Regions from separate parts of the Columba livia genome. Here region 2 is linked to region 1. The links are chromatin contacts, called in public Hi-C maps. All regions are on one chromosome and are shown on one strand. The core of a region is the stretch at or near the end of the contact, and the rest is flanking DNA. Distances in the headings are between cores, read along the strand shown.

Region 1 (5,575 bases), core at 1,806-4,305:
GGGCTGAGCCGGGGGCCGGGCTGAGCTGGGTGCCGGGCTGAGCTGGGTGCTGGGCTGAGCTGGGGGCCGGGCTGAGCTGGGGGCCGGGCTGAGCTGGGTGCTGGGCTGAGCTGGGGGCCGGGCTGAGCTGGGTGCCGGGCTGAGCTGGGGGCCGGGCTGAGCTGGGGGCCGGGCTGAGCTGGGTGCTGGGCTGAGCTGGGGGCTGGGCTGAGCTGGGTGCTGGGCTGAGCCGGGGGCCGGGCTGAGCTGGGTGCTGGGCTGAGCTGGGTGCCGCCCGCTGGGCCTGGCTCCAGAGATAACGCCCGCGGTGCCCCGGGATGGGAAGAAAACCTTCCTCAGACTTTTCACTTAAAAACAAAACCCCAAAACTATTTTGAAAGTCCGGCTTTTGCCTTCAGATTCTGAATATTTAGCTTGAGAAGCACCAAAAAAACCTTGGAAAAAAACCAACAACCCAGAAGCAGGACTTGTACCTTAGTTTCAGAACTTGTAATTAAATTCTTTGTTCTGGTTAAATATTGTTTATTAATTTTGTGTGTGTGTATGAAATAAATTCAGATGGAGTCAGAGGGAAACTGAAATGAGACCAAGCAGTTCTCTCTGTGCCGAGTTCCCCTGCAGTTTCCCGGTACGAAGGGTCGGGCGGTGAGAGCCGCGGTCCAGCCGCGCCCGCGCTGCGCGGGCCGGTCGGTGCCAGTCACGGGGCAGAGCCCCGGCAGCCACGCGGGACACGGAGCTGGTGCCCAGCTCAGCGCTCCCTGGCGCTGGCGGCCTCGCTCTCTGCCCACTTACCTTTGGGAAGCAGCAGAAATACTTGCCTGGCTTTGAAAGGGCATTGAAGCATGAGTTTAGTGTAAGTTTGGACTTGAAAATCCGAAAAGGAAGTGCTACATACAAATGCAAAGTATCCCTAGTGTATTTTAAAAGTGCTCAATTAACGTCAGGGAGTTACCGTTGAAGTCAATTGAAAACTCCTTCAATGGGAAACAAACGTGTGTGTCTCAGAACTGCCGTACCTCTTTTTTGGGCAGTCCTCCCCTCCCTGCTCCCGGCCTGCTCACCGGTGGCAAACTGAAAGGTAAGCCTGCAGGTTAATGATTCGTGTGCCCTCCAGATAAATAATATGATGATCTTTGCTAGTTGAGCTGAATCATGGAGATAAAGAAAAAATAAGTCAAAGATATCCATGTGACCGCACACGTGAAGGAGACACGGGTCACGTTTGATCGCTGTGCCATTTTTATGTCCGTTACTAGTCCAAGTGTGGGTAAAAATGTGTAAGAGCTTATGGTATTAGAACGGAACTAGTTTAAACAAAAATTTGGGTAATGACGCATTGTATTCTAATTCTGTCCTTGATCGCATGGCTTGGCAGTTGCCATTTAACCGGTCTGTGTGTTTTCCTCAGGACAGAAGGAGGATTAACGTGACCTCACCTGGCAGAAAGGGTTTCCGTGGTGCCCGGCGAGGGGCCGCAGCGCTGCCGCGCGTGCTGTTGGGAGGGCTGGGGCAGCCACGCCAGTTCGCAGTGAAACGTCCGTCGTGTTCACTGGGGCGATTTTGCCACCCTCGTTAAAGCTGCTGTGCCTTGTGTGTCACTTGTAGATGTGAACGACTGGAAGAGCAGCTCAATGACCTGACTGAGCTCCACCAGAACGAGATCCTCAACCTGAAGCAGGAGCTGGCCAGCATGGAGGAGAAGATCGCCTACCAGTCCTACGAGCGCGCGCGGGACATCCAGGTGGGTGACAGGGACTCTCGGTCCCGCCTTCCCCCCGCTCTTTCTTAACTCCTCCGCTTTTGAAATGCTTCTGTGATGCAATGTTTGGCTTTCACCCTTGTAGTTTTATTGCTAAGCTGCGTATTGGAGACTTCTGCAAGGGCCTTTTCTCCACCTCGGCCGGCCGGTGCCCGTGCCGCGGCGGCTGCCAAGGGCCGTGCCCCTCGCCGCGCGGGGGCTGCCAAGGGCCGCCCGCTCGCTCCGCAGCCCGTGCCGGGCTACGGCAGACGGGAAACCTGCGTCCGCTTTGTGCGCAGGGTTTGTAGCGGATTAGAAACGAACAGGCCGCCACCCAAGGACGTTTTTTACAGTAGCGTTCCCAGAAAGTGACCCTGGGGTGTGTTTCTGTGTCGCTAATTTTAGAGCCACAGCCACATATGTCTAAGGAAAAATGCGTTGTGCGTCCACCGCATTGAGTCGGGAAACAATTATTTCTGTTGGTTTTGCCCAAATAAGGAGATGTGTTTTAAAAGATAAGTTTCTTTCAGTATGTAAAAGACCAAAGCTATGGTAACAGAAATGATGAGGTTGGAGGGTCTTCCGCAGAGCAGAAGACCTGGGAAATGATGTGAGCAGCCTCTGAACGTTACAAACAAAGGCCTGTTTCAGACAGGGAGATCGTCCCTTTTGGACACTTGTGCTGGTTTTAGCAGGCGTCTCGGTTTCGGGTGCTGACGTGAGATGTTTGAGGCGTGAGCAGAGGGTTGTGGGCCGGGGACGCTCAGATGCAGCCGCGAGTCCGGGGCGCGTCCCCATCCCGCCGCCGGGGCAGCCACAGGCGGCTGAGGGGCTGCACCCGGACTGCGAGGGGCCCTGACTGAAGAGGAGCCCTCGTGTTTCATTGACCTCCCCAGATATGATGCAATGGCAGAGAAATGTAACAGGAGACAATGACCTTTAAGTTAGTTAAAATAAATCAGTGTCTGTGCACAGGGGGCCGTGGCCTCTGACACAGTAAACAGGAGGCTCTCCCTTGGGGCAGTGTTACAATATTCGGGTTTTGTTCTCCTCTGTAATTTCACACAGCAGGCAGAAGTTAGGTTGAAAACTTAAATTGAAATGGGGATTTCTTAATAGCTTTTTTGAATCTTTATGATTCAGCACTTTCAGTGTAAACTTGCAAATTGGGACAGACGATTCCTCAGCATTGCCATGGAAAAAGCAAAGGTTTTCTTGCATACAGAACTAGTTAGGAGCGCGGTGGGACGCTGCGGAGGGACAGACAGAGCTCAGTCTGTAGGCAGGAGCGCAGTGATCTCTGGGTGTTACCCCAAGTTGGCCTCCAGGTCTCAGGCCTTTAGGGCTGAGAAAAGCATCTCTGAGGAGGATTAATGGAGACTGTAACTTTGTACCTCCAAGAGCAGAAGTGTCCCATTGCATTAATTACCTTAAAAACCCTCCGTGTGTGTGGCCGGGGGTGTGCTGCTGGTGGGCTGGTCGGCTGGAGGTTCAGCGTGGTGAAAAGGCCTGAGAACATTCACCCCTGGGTCAGTGGTGCTTTAGAGGTGTTTGTACAGGGTAGTCATCTCCTCCCACGTACTTTTGCTTTGCCTCTTCCTAGAGGCAGTTCCATAGACCTCCCTCTCCTTACCCTTCTCCTGGCCGTCTCCTTCCTGCAGCCCTCACGGTTTCTCCCGGGGTGGTGCTGGTGCCATTCCACAGCTGTGCAGGCTGGGGACAGCACTGTGTGTCCCTCAGGCCGTCCCCGAGCCTGCAGCCCGCGGGGCTCCTCGCCCTGTCCTGGCGATGGCTCCATCTGTGCGCCCGCACCCGCGCTGGGGCCGCGGGGCTGCTGGGGTGCGAGGAGCACGGCCCCTCCGGCCCAGCCGAGGGGCAGCCCGGGCTGTCCACAGCCTGTCCCCATGCCTGTCCCCATGCCTGTCCCCATGCTGTCCCCATGCCTGTCCCTGGGCTGTCCCCCTGGCTGTCCCCATGCCTGTCCCCATGCTGTCCCCATGCCTGTCCCTGGGCTGTCCCCCTGGCTGTCCCCATGCCTGTCCCCATGCTGTCCCCATGCCTGTCCCTGGGCTGTCCCCCTGGCTGTCCCCATGCCGGTTCCCCATGCCTGTCCCCATGCTGTCCCCATGCTGTCCCCATGCCTGTCCCTGGGCTGTCTCCCTGGCTGTCCCCATGCCTGTCCCCATGCCTGTCCCCATGCTGTCCCCATGCTGTCCCCATGCCTGTCCCCGGGCTGTCCCCATGCTGTCCCCATGCTGTCCCTGGCGGGCAGGCGTGCCGGCCGCCCAGCGCTGTGCTCTCGCGACAGGAGGCCCTGGAAGCCTGCCAGACGCGCATCTCCAAGATGGAGCTGCAGCAGCAGCAGCAGCAGGTGGTGCAGCTGGAGGGGCTGGAGAACGCCACGGCCCGGAACCTGCTGGGGAAGCTCATCAACATCCTCCTGGCCGTCATGGCCGTGCTCCTCGTCTTCGTCTCCACCGTGGCCAACTGCGTCGTGCCCCTCATGAAGACTCGCAATAGGACGTTCAGCACTTTATTTATCGTGGTTTTCATTGCCTTTTTGTGGAAGCACTGGGACGCCATCTCCGGCTACTTGGAACGGTTCTTGTCTCCCCCCAGATGATGGCAGCGGGAATGGGCTGCGGCGCCCTCCTCCTGGCGCCCTCGGTGAGCAAGCGTGGCAAAGATTAGTCAGCAGCTCCTCTGCTGAAGTTTTAAGTGTCCGAGTGAATTTGTTTACATTTAGAATAACGTTTTTTCTCTGCGAGATGCATTGCAATAGTATTTTTTAGATTTTATTCAAGAACTCTTTTTGGCGAGAATCCTGGATAATTTTTATGTAGCATGGTTCTCTTTGAATGCAAATCTTAAGATTCTTTAAAGTGTACAAAAGAAATAAAATACAGAAATTTGGAGCATACCAATGGGCAGTTTAAATTGTGGCTCGAACTACTGTACCAAACCTGTCAGGAGGAGGAGAACGTGATTAGCGTAAGACGGGCAAAGCTAAATCTGGTGCACAGCCTCGAACGATGGTACCACAGCAAACCTGTAACACTAAACCCGTACTGTGAAGTCTGCTCACATTCCGTGTCCAAACGTGTGCGCTCAGAGTGGTTTCTGTCCTCGACACGAGGAGGACGACAGCGTGTGGGTCTCTGTCCCAGCCCCGCGGCAGCGTCACCGGTCCCGCTGCCCTGGCTCGCGGTAACGTTTCCAGGCCGCCGGTTCTGCCGGCGTGGGCAGTGGAAGCCTCTTGCGCACGCAGCAACTGCACGGTCGTGCTACAGTATTTTGAAGTAGTCCTTGACATACTTACCTTTAAGCAGAAGCCCTTGGTCGCACTTTTAAGGTTTTTTTAATATATGTATATTCACAGATTAAAGAAAAATCCAAACAGCATACTTGAAGAGTGTAATACTCAAACTCTCAGTGCTTCCTTATTGTTTCTAATAGGATTTTTTATTATAATTATTATTATTATTGGGGTATTTTTTTTGGAGGGAGTTGGGAGGGTCATTGCTTTTTTTTTTTCCTTTTAAATAAAGAAGTGATTTTTTAAATGAAGAAACGCGTGAATAATTGTGAGCTGTCTTGTCCCGAAGCAGTTTGAGGAGGGCAGAGGTTTCCCGGTCCAGCCTGTCTGCAGCGCAGCGCCATTCGTCTGCCATCGTCTGTGCCCCGGGCGTACAGATGCAGCGTCGAGAAGAACATCTGTCTTCTCCACACCTTTTTGTCGTGCAGGGTTTTTTTCTGTTTCCAGATGTGAAGGAGAGTGTGTTTATATCTCTCATTTCCATGTCATCTCTCACTCCTGGCCTCAGGATAAGAATAAGA
Region 2 (5,959 bases), core at 1,377-3,876, 68 kb before region 1:
CTGTGCCCATGGGCCTGTCCATGCCCACGGCCACGGGGGCCCCAGGGCACAGGCACGGGCCGTGACCAGCCAGCTGTCCCACAGCAGGAAAATGGGAAGACTGCTGAATACGGAGTCCAATTGACATAATGGCAGGTAAGTCAGAGGAAAGAACACACCTGGGGATTTTCAGGGCCTCTTTCTTACCTGTAAGGAACTGAGCTTTGGTTTCCTTTCTCTCGTGAGACAGGAATTCAAGCCTTGTCTGACTCTAAGCATGGCACGTGGTGGCCAAACAGGCCTGTGCTGAATTACATGTCTTAGTAATAATTCCCTCACTGTGAGAACACTGCGAAATGGGCTGGATCACAGGCACGTGGGCAGGCAGCTGCAACGTAGCCATGTCGTCTGGTGCTGAGCCAGAAGGGACGAAGTTGTCGAGTGCATGTGGATCAGGTTTCGGGGGACGGCAGCCACAGAACGAACCAAGCCTCCTTGAGAGCTGATGCTGAATTTAAAGGTGCATTTTTTCCAGGTCAGATCAGCAAAGACGTGTCACCATTCTCGGCAGAACTGCCCTCCTGAGCTCTGTTTCTCTCTGCAACAAGCTCCCTGCTGGCTCAAGCCCTTATTCACCCTTTCTGGCAACGCAGCTGCTGCCTGCTGGTGCTTCTGAACTGGGATCGCAGCCCTCAGGCCGGGTTAGTTTCTATAGTGGCTGCAGATTGAAGAACTAAGATTTAATCTGGATGTGATTTATCAGTCCATTACATTCAATTCATCTGGTTATTTCATGCCCATCTTCAGTCTGCTACTTGGATTCTTTCCAGCAGTTCCATACTGAAAGAGCAAAAATTATACAAGGACAGGGCCAAACAAACCCCCAAACATCTGGAGGCAAAACGGTTCCTATGGACAGCGTGGGGACGCTCATCTCAGTGAGGGGCCCGGCCAACTGACCGAGGGCGGCACCGTGCGAACCGAGCAGGGTGCTCTGAGTCACGCGTGGAGGAAGGCGTGGAGGTGAATCTCATCAGTGCACCCGCAGGAAGAAGCACAAGCCCCCCTGAGCTGCAGCCCCACCGAGCTGCGGTTCCAGCCCCGTCCGTGACGGGACTGCCCGCGTGGACGGCAGCGGGCGGGAGGACGCCGGGTCTGCGCCGGCACGGCGCTGCGTGGGGCAGACACCAGCCAGGCCCAAAGTGTCCTCCCCTGTGGGAGGAGTGCACTGAGTGTAACTTGGTTCATGGATCAGCGGAGACTCCGCGGCTCCGCCGCAGCGGTAGCTCAGGTAGGTGTGCAAACAGTGCCCGTGACAGGTGCGGGCTCCTGTCCACGACACGCGCGGGCGTGCAGAGCTGGGCTGCGCCGGACCGCCGCGCTGCCTGCCCCGCGGACACCCGGCCCCGTGGCTCCAGCCCTTCTGAGGACGAGAAGGTGCTACAGAGCTGGGCTATAAAAGCCATCTCATGAACTATTTGTAGAATTTCAGTGTTCCCCTCTTTGAGTTAGTGAATGTAAAATAGTTTTTGAAAATTAATTGCTCAGTACAAGATCAAATATGTAGAAATATATTGCAGAAAGTCCTATTAGAAAGCATATAAATAAAGAATCTAGTTAATAAGCCAAAACATCAGCAGCCAGAACCTGCAGAGGGGGATAATTGTACTCTAATTACTTCCGTGGCTTCCTGGTTCATCACTTCTGTTTGTTTTCTAAAACCACAGATTTCCTGTGAACTTTTGAATCTGCTGGTTTTAGTCATGTGGTAGTTATGAGGCTTTTGTGCTTAAAGCCAAATTTAATGTCAACTGGAGATCTAACACTAACAACTTGTTATTACTTGGATGTTTGTTATTAATTCATAAGAAAAAATTGAATTAATAAATGTTTTGACTATAAACGCGCCCATAGGTGCTGTTTGTTTACATCGTGCTCTGCAGTTCGGCGGTGAAATTCCGCCGGTCGGGGTCCCTTCGGGTCAGTCTCACCTGTGCTCATGCGCTTGGTTATTCAGCTTAGGACAGGAGGAGGGGGGACACGGTCTGACGAGCGCCAGGACGCTGCGGGGAGCGGGAGCGTGGAGCAGCCGGGCGGCGGGAAACACAGGGGCTGCGTTCATAAATTCTTGAGCTTTATGCGAAAATATGTAAAAAGTAACGAGCACTGGCTTGGAATAAAAGGCAAGCTGTAAAAATTCCAACTGTTTTTGAGGCTGGATACATTAATCGCATCGGACAGATACAGATCAAGACAAGTTTCTCATCGAGTCAGGTGCGCTCGGCGGGTAACGCTGTTCCACGGGGCAGCGGGACGGGCTGCGGTGTCCGGTAGCGCGCTTCCCGAGAGAGCCGGGAGCGGGAGCAGCTGCCGGGGAGCGCCGGGGAGCGCCGGGGAGCGCCGGGGAGCGCTGGGGAGCAGCTGCTGGGGAGCAGCTGCCGGGGAGCGCTGGGGAGCGCCGGGGAGCGCGGCCGCCGGCTCCTGGGCGGCTGGGCGGGGCAGCCCCGCGCGCGCCCGTGGCGTCACAACGGCATCAACGCCGCGCGCAGCGGCCGCCGGGGCGGAGCTCCGCCGGGGGCGTGGCTCCACCGGGGGGCGCGGCTGCGCGGCGTAGAGAGGTGACGAGAGTGGGCGTGGTCTCTTGTCCCGCCCCTTCCGCCTGACGTCGTCGCGCGCGCCCTGCCCCGCCCCTCGAGGCTGCGCGCTGACGTCGCGCGCGGCCGGTGTGGCGGCGCGCGGGGATGGAGCGGCCGCCGCGGCCGCGCTCGGACGCTCCGCGGGCCGGTGAGTGAGCGCGGGCGCCTCCCCCGCCGCCAGGCCCGGTGCTCGGCCGCGCTTTCCCGCCCCACCCCGCCCCGTTTTCCTGGGGCCGGTTCGGAGCCCCGGGGGGGGCCGCGGCCCAGCGGCCTCGGGGCCGCCCGCCCCTCACCACGTCCCGGCCCGTTCCGGCTCCCGGGCCTCGTTGCCGGCAGCGGCGGGGACGGGGCGGCGCGGCGGGCCGGGCCGCGGGTGCAGCCGGGGGGCGGCGGGGCCGCTGGCGGCGCCGGGAGGCCCGAAGCCGCCGGGCCGGTGTGTCCATCCCTGCGGCTGCGGCGGCGCCGCCGGTTCGCGGGTCGGGGCTGTGGAGGCGGCGGATGCGTCTGACCGCACTGGTGTTTGAGATGAGTTTGGGTGTATTCTCCACCTGTTCTTCCTCACTTTAGCTGTCTTGTATGAGATAATTAAGATACTAATTACTTAATTGTGCTGACATGTAAGTGAGCTCAAGCTTTGCCGTTCTAGAAGCGGAGTTTCGGAGACGGGCCCTTAGGGAGCCTCATCGGTAAGCAGCGGCCGCCGAGCTGTCCAAGCGCCAAACGCCGCGGGGCGTCAGCCACCGCCGCTGCGGCACCGGGGCTGTGCCCGGCACAGGAGGGCGCCTGCAGCGGGCTGGGGCAGCGCTTGCACTGAGGAGGCGTATGGGCGGGGGGAGGTGAACTGAGGCTGCCGGTCTGAGTAGAAGTGTGTGCAAGGAAGAGAGTAACGTTACCGCTGTGTCGGGGCAGCGTCCGTCCCCACAGACCTTCAGCTGAGATGATTCTGTGCGTTGGGAGCCCTTGATGACACACACCTGGGTACAGCTGTGGCTGTTGTGGTGCTCACGTCCTGGTCCTGGGGAGCAGGCCCTGCTGTCCTCGCTGCTCCTGCTTCAGCAACAGTAACGTGTTGCCTTAGCCTCGTGTTTAGTCAACAGGATGGTGCTTCTCCGTGGACAGATTGTTTTTCTGTCTGGAGGTGTGGAAGGGCAGGCGGACTGGCTGGAGGATTGTTGCTGTCTCGGTGCTGGGGAACTCTGTCCCCTCTCTTGTTGGGGGACAGTGGGGCTTCCCGGCTCACAGCCCTTGTGCTGCTCAGGGACTGCTCTGTGCCCTGAAGCACGGCTGGCGGGTCTGCTGTGTCCGTCCTGCAGCGCTGAGCGCTGCGGCACGCTTGGGTGCTGCTCCTTTGCCTACAGAGGAGGTCGTACCCTCGTGATGGGGACGCGAGTGGTGACTCTCTCAGGTGAGAAAGTGGTATTTCAGTACCAGCAGTGAGACTCGTTGCAGTGGTTTGTGGGGCGAGCTCTGGGGGCTGGGCGGGCGGTCCCCACAGGCCCCTGCCAGCCTCAGCCCTCGGGGGTTCTGTGAACTCAACACAATTTTGATAGCGGATAAACAGCTTTGCGAGAAGGGATGATAGGTGAGTGAAACGCAGCGTGAAGGTGGCAGTGATTTGTCAGCGCTGCTAGGAAGTGAGTAGTTTGGTGTGGTTTAAATACTTAAAATTCTTAAAACCCCTAAATAGTTGATGCTGGATGGTGTCACAGCACAGTGAACTGATTCTTTAAGGTTGAATGTAAACTCCAAATATTTAAACTATTAATCCAGCCAAGGATGTTAAAACGGTCACAGAAGGAAAACAAGGATACGAGTAATTGTCTAGAGTTAAATGTCTTTTTTGCTAAGTGAAATCTCTCCATACTTTCAAAAGCAGTTTATGATAATGCAAAACTAGGTGACCTTTTTTATTTGTAAAGAAGAATCTATTGTTGTACCAGAAGTACAAAGGCTTGTATCACAACAACATTGAACAGCTTTGATTTGGAACCCAGATCTGCCGTACTGTGTGAAATGCAAACACGCAGCAGAAGGTCTCTGCCCCAAAGAGTTTACATTTTCTTAACTTACATCCCAATTAAATAGATTCAGAAGTACACCAGCACTCCGGCATGTTGGCGCTGTGCGGGAAAGGCCCTGGTATGTACCCTGTATCCCTGCTTTGCTGGACTTCATCACTCTGTTGGTTCTTATTTCGAACGGCAGCTCAGTAGTCGGACAGTGGTCACACAGACGTTCCTGGTGAAAATACACGGTGAACATCAAGGTGTCTGAGGAGCTGCAGGTTTGGGCTGGAACAAGGCTCTGTTATGATCGAACATTGTGTGAATCCTTAGAGTATTTTCCTCCTTGAGACAGTTTATTAGGTAAAAGTACTCAGAATAGGAGGTAAATTCAGAGGCTGCTTCTGACTTTAAATATGTCAAAGCTAGCAGAAACCTCATATTTCAAATAAGAGTTACTTTCTCTGAAGGAGATGCTGGATCTGTGGTGTTGTTTTGTTACTTATCAGATAGTGATGGTGTTTCTTACTATGCTTGTTCATTTTGGCAGGTCTTTCTCCTCTACAAAGAAGCATTGTTGCCAAGATTTACTCTGGAAATGACCTACACTACTGACTATAGAGGCCTGCAAATGTAGAAGCCGATAAACTGCCTCCTTCCCTCCTCTGACTTCCCTGTTTCCTGTGGGATTTGTACTTGGAAGTATTTTTAAAGCTAGACCTCTGTGGAAGACATCTGGATTACAACTGTGAGCATATCTATGCAAGGAGACGAGCCAGCCTGAGCAGCTTTGAGGTATGTATCCTACTATCACCTACGAATAGGGGAAGGCAAGACCATCTGATTCTAGGGTGAAGAGAACTCTAGGCACACATTTTGTAGATTCAGATTGATCTGCACCGTTATTCATGGTTTTAGCAGGGGAACGTGCCCATGCACAGGGAGGTTGTGTGAGCACCAGAGTATCCAGCCGGTGTCGTACGGGGGTGACCTTGTTTGAACCTGCTCTAGGAACGCTCAGAGGTTCCTTTCAGAAGAGCTTGCGTTGTGTCACCTGAGTCTCCACTGCTCGCCCACTCAGGTCTGAAATGCCAGCAAGGTCTGCAGAGACTTTCTTCTTCCACGCGTTTGTCAGACATTGGGTAGTCATTGAGACGCACCTGGCAGGCAATGGTGGTTCCTCTGTTTGGTTAGATCAAGTGTTCAGGTGAACCCAGAGGATACCTCCCTTGGACTGGAGCGCGTTCCGTGAAGGCTGGAGGAGAGGCAGGTGTGTCCTGGCTCCCCGCACACGGGTCCCAGTGCAGTCCCAGCACAGTGCGCGCAGCCCCAGGGGAACCT

What was found. Hi-C and Micro-C count contacts between places; a contact is called where the count stands out from the background.
Region 2: a contact with region 1 is called in a Hi-C map of liver, with 5 times the contacts expected there. The contact joins the promoter of TMCC1 here to the enhancer-like site in region 1. A contact is called at or near these places in 2 of 2 Hi-C or Micro-C datasets (crop and liver).

What each region holds. Positions count from the first base shown.
Region 1 is chr10:22,703,186-22,708,760 of bColLiv1.pat.W.v2, reverse strand. TMCC1 (transmembrane and coiled-coil domain family 1) reads left to right here. Exons shown (of 5, transcript XM_065074774.1): 4 at 1,606-1,741; 5 at 4,047-5,575. The coding sequence ends at 4,361. Among named protein-coding and RNA genes, the nearest start is that of PLXND1, 25 kb to the right of the region's middle. Within about 2 kb of position 3,055, at least 1 of the 3 cell types and tissues checked has an H3K27ac peak away from gene starts, as active enhancers do.
Region 2 is chr10:22,770,313-22,776,271 of bColLiv1.pat.W.v2, reverse strand. It overlaps TMCC1 (transmembrane and coiled-coil domain family 1), which reads left to right and starts at 2,626. Exons shown (of 5, transcript XM_065074774.1): 1 at 2,626-2,763; 2 at 5,169-5,413.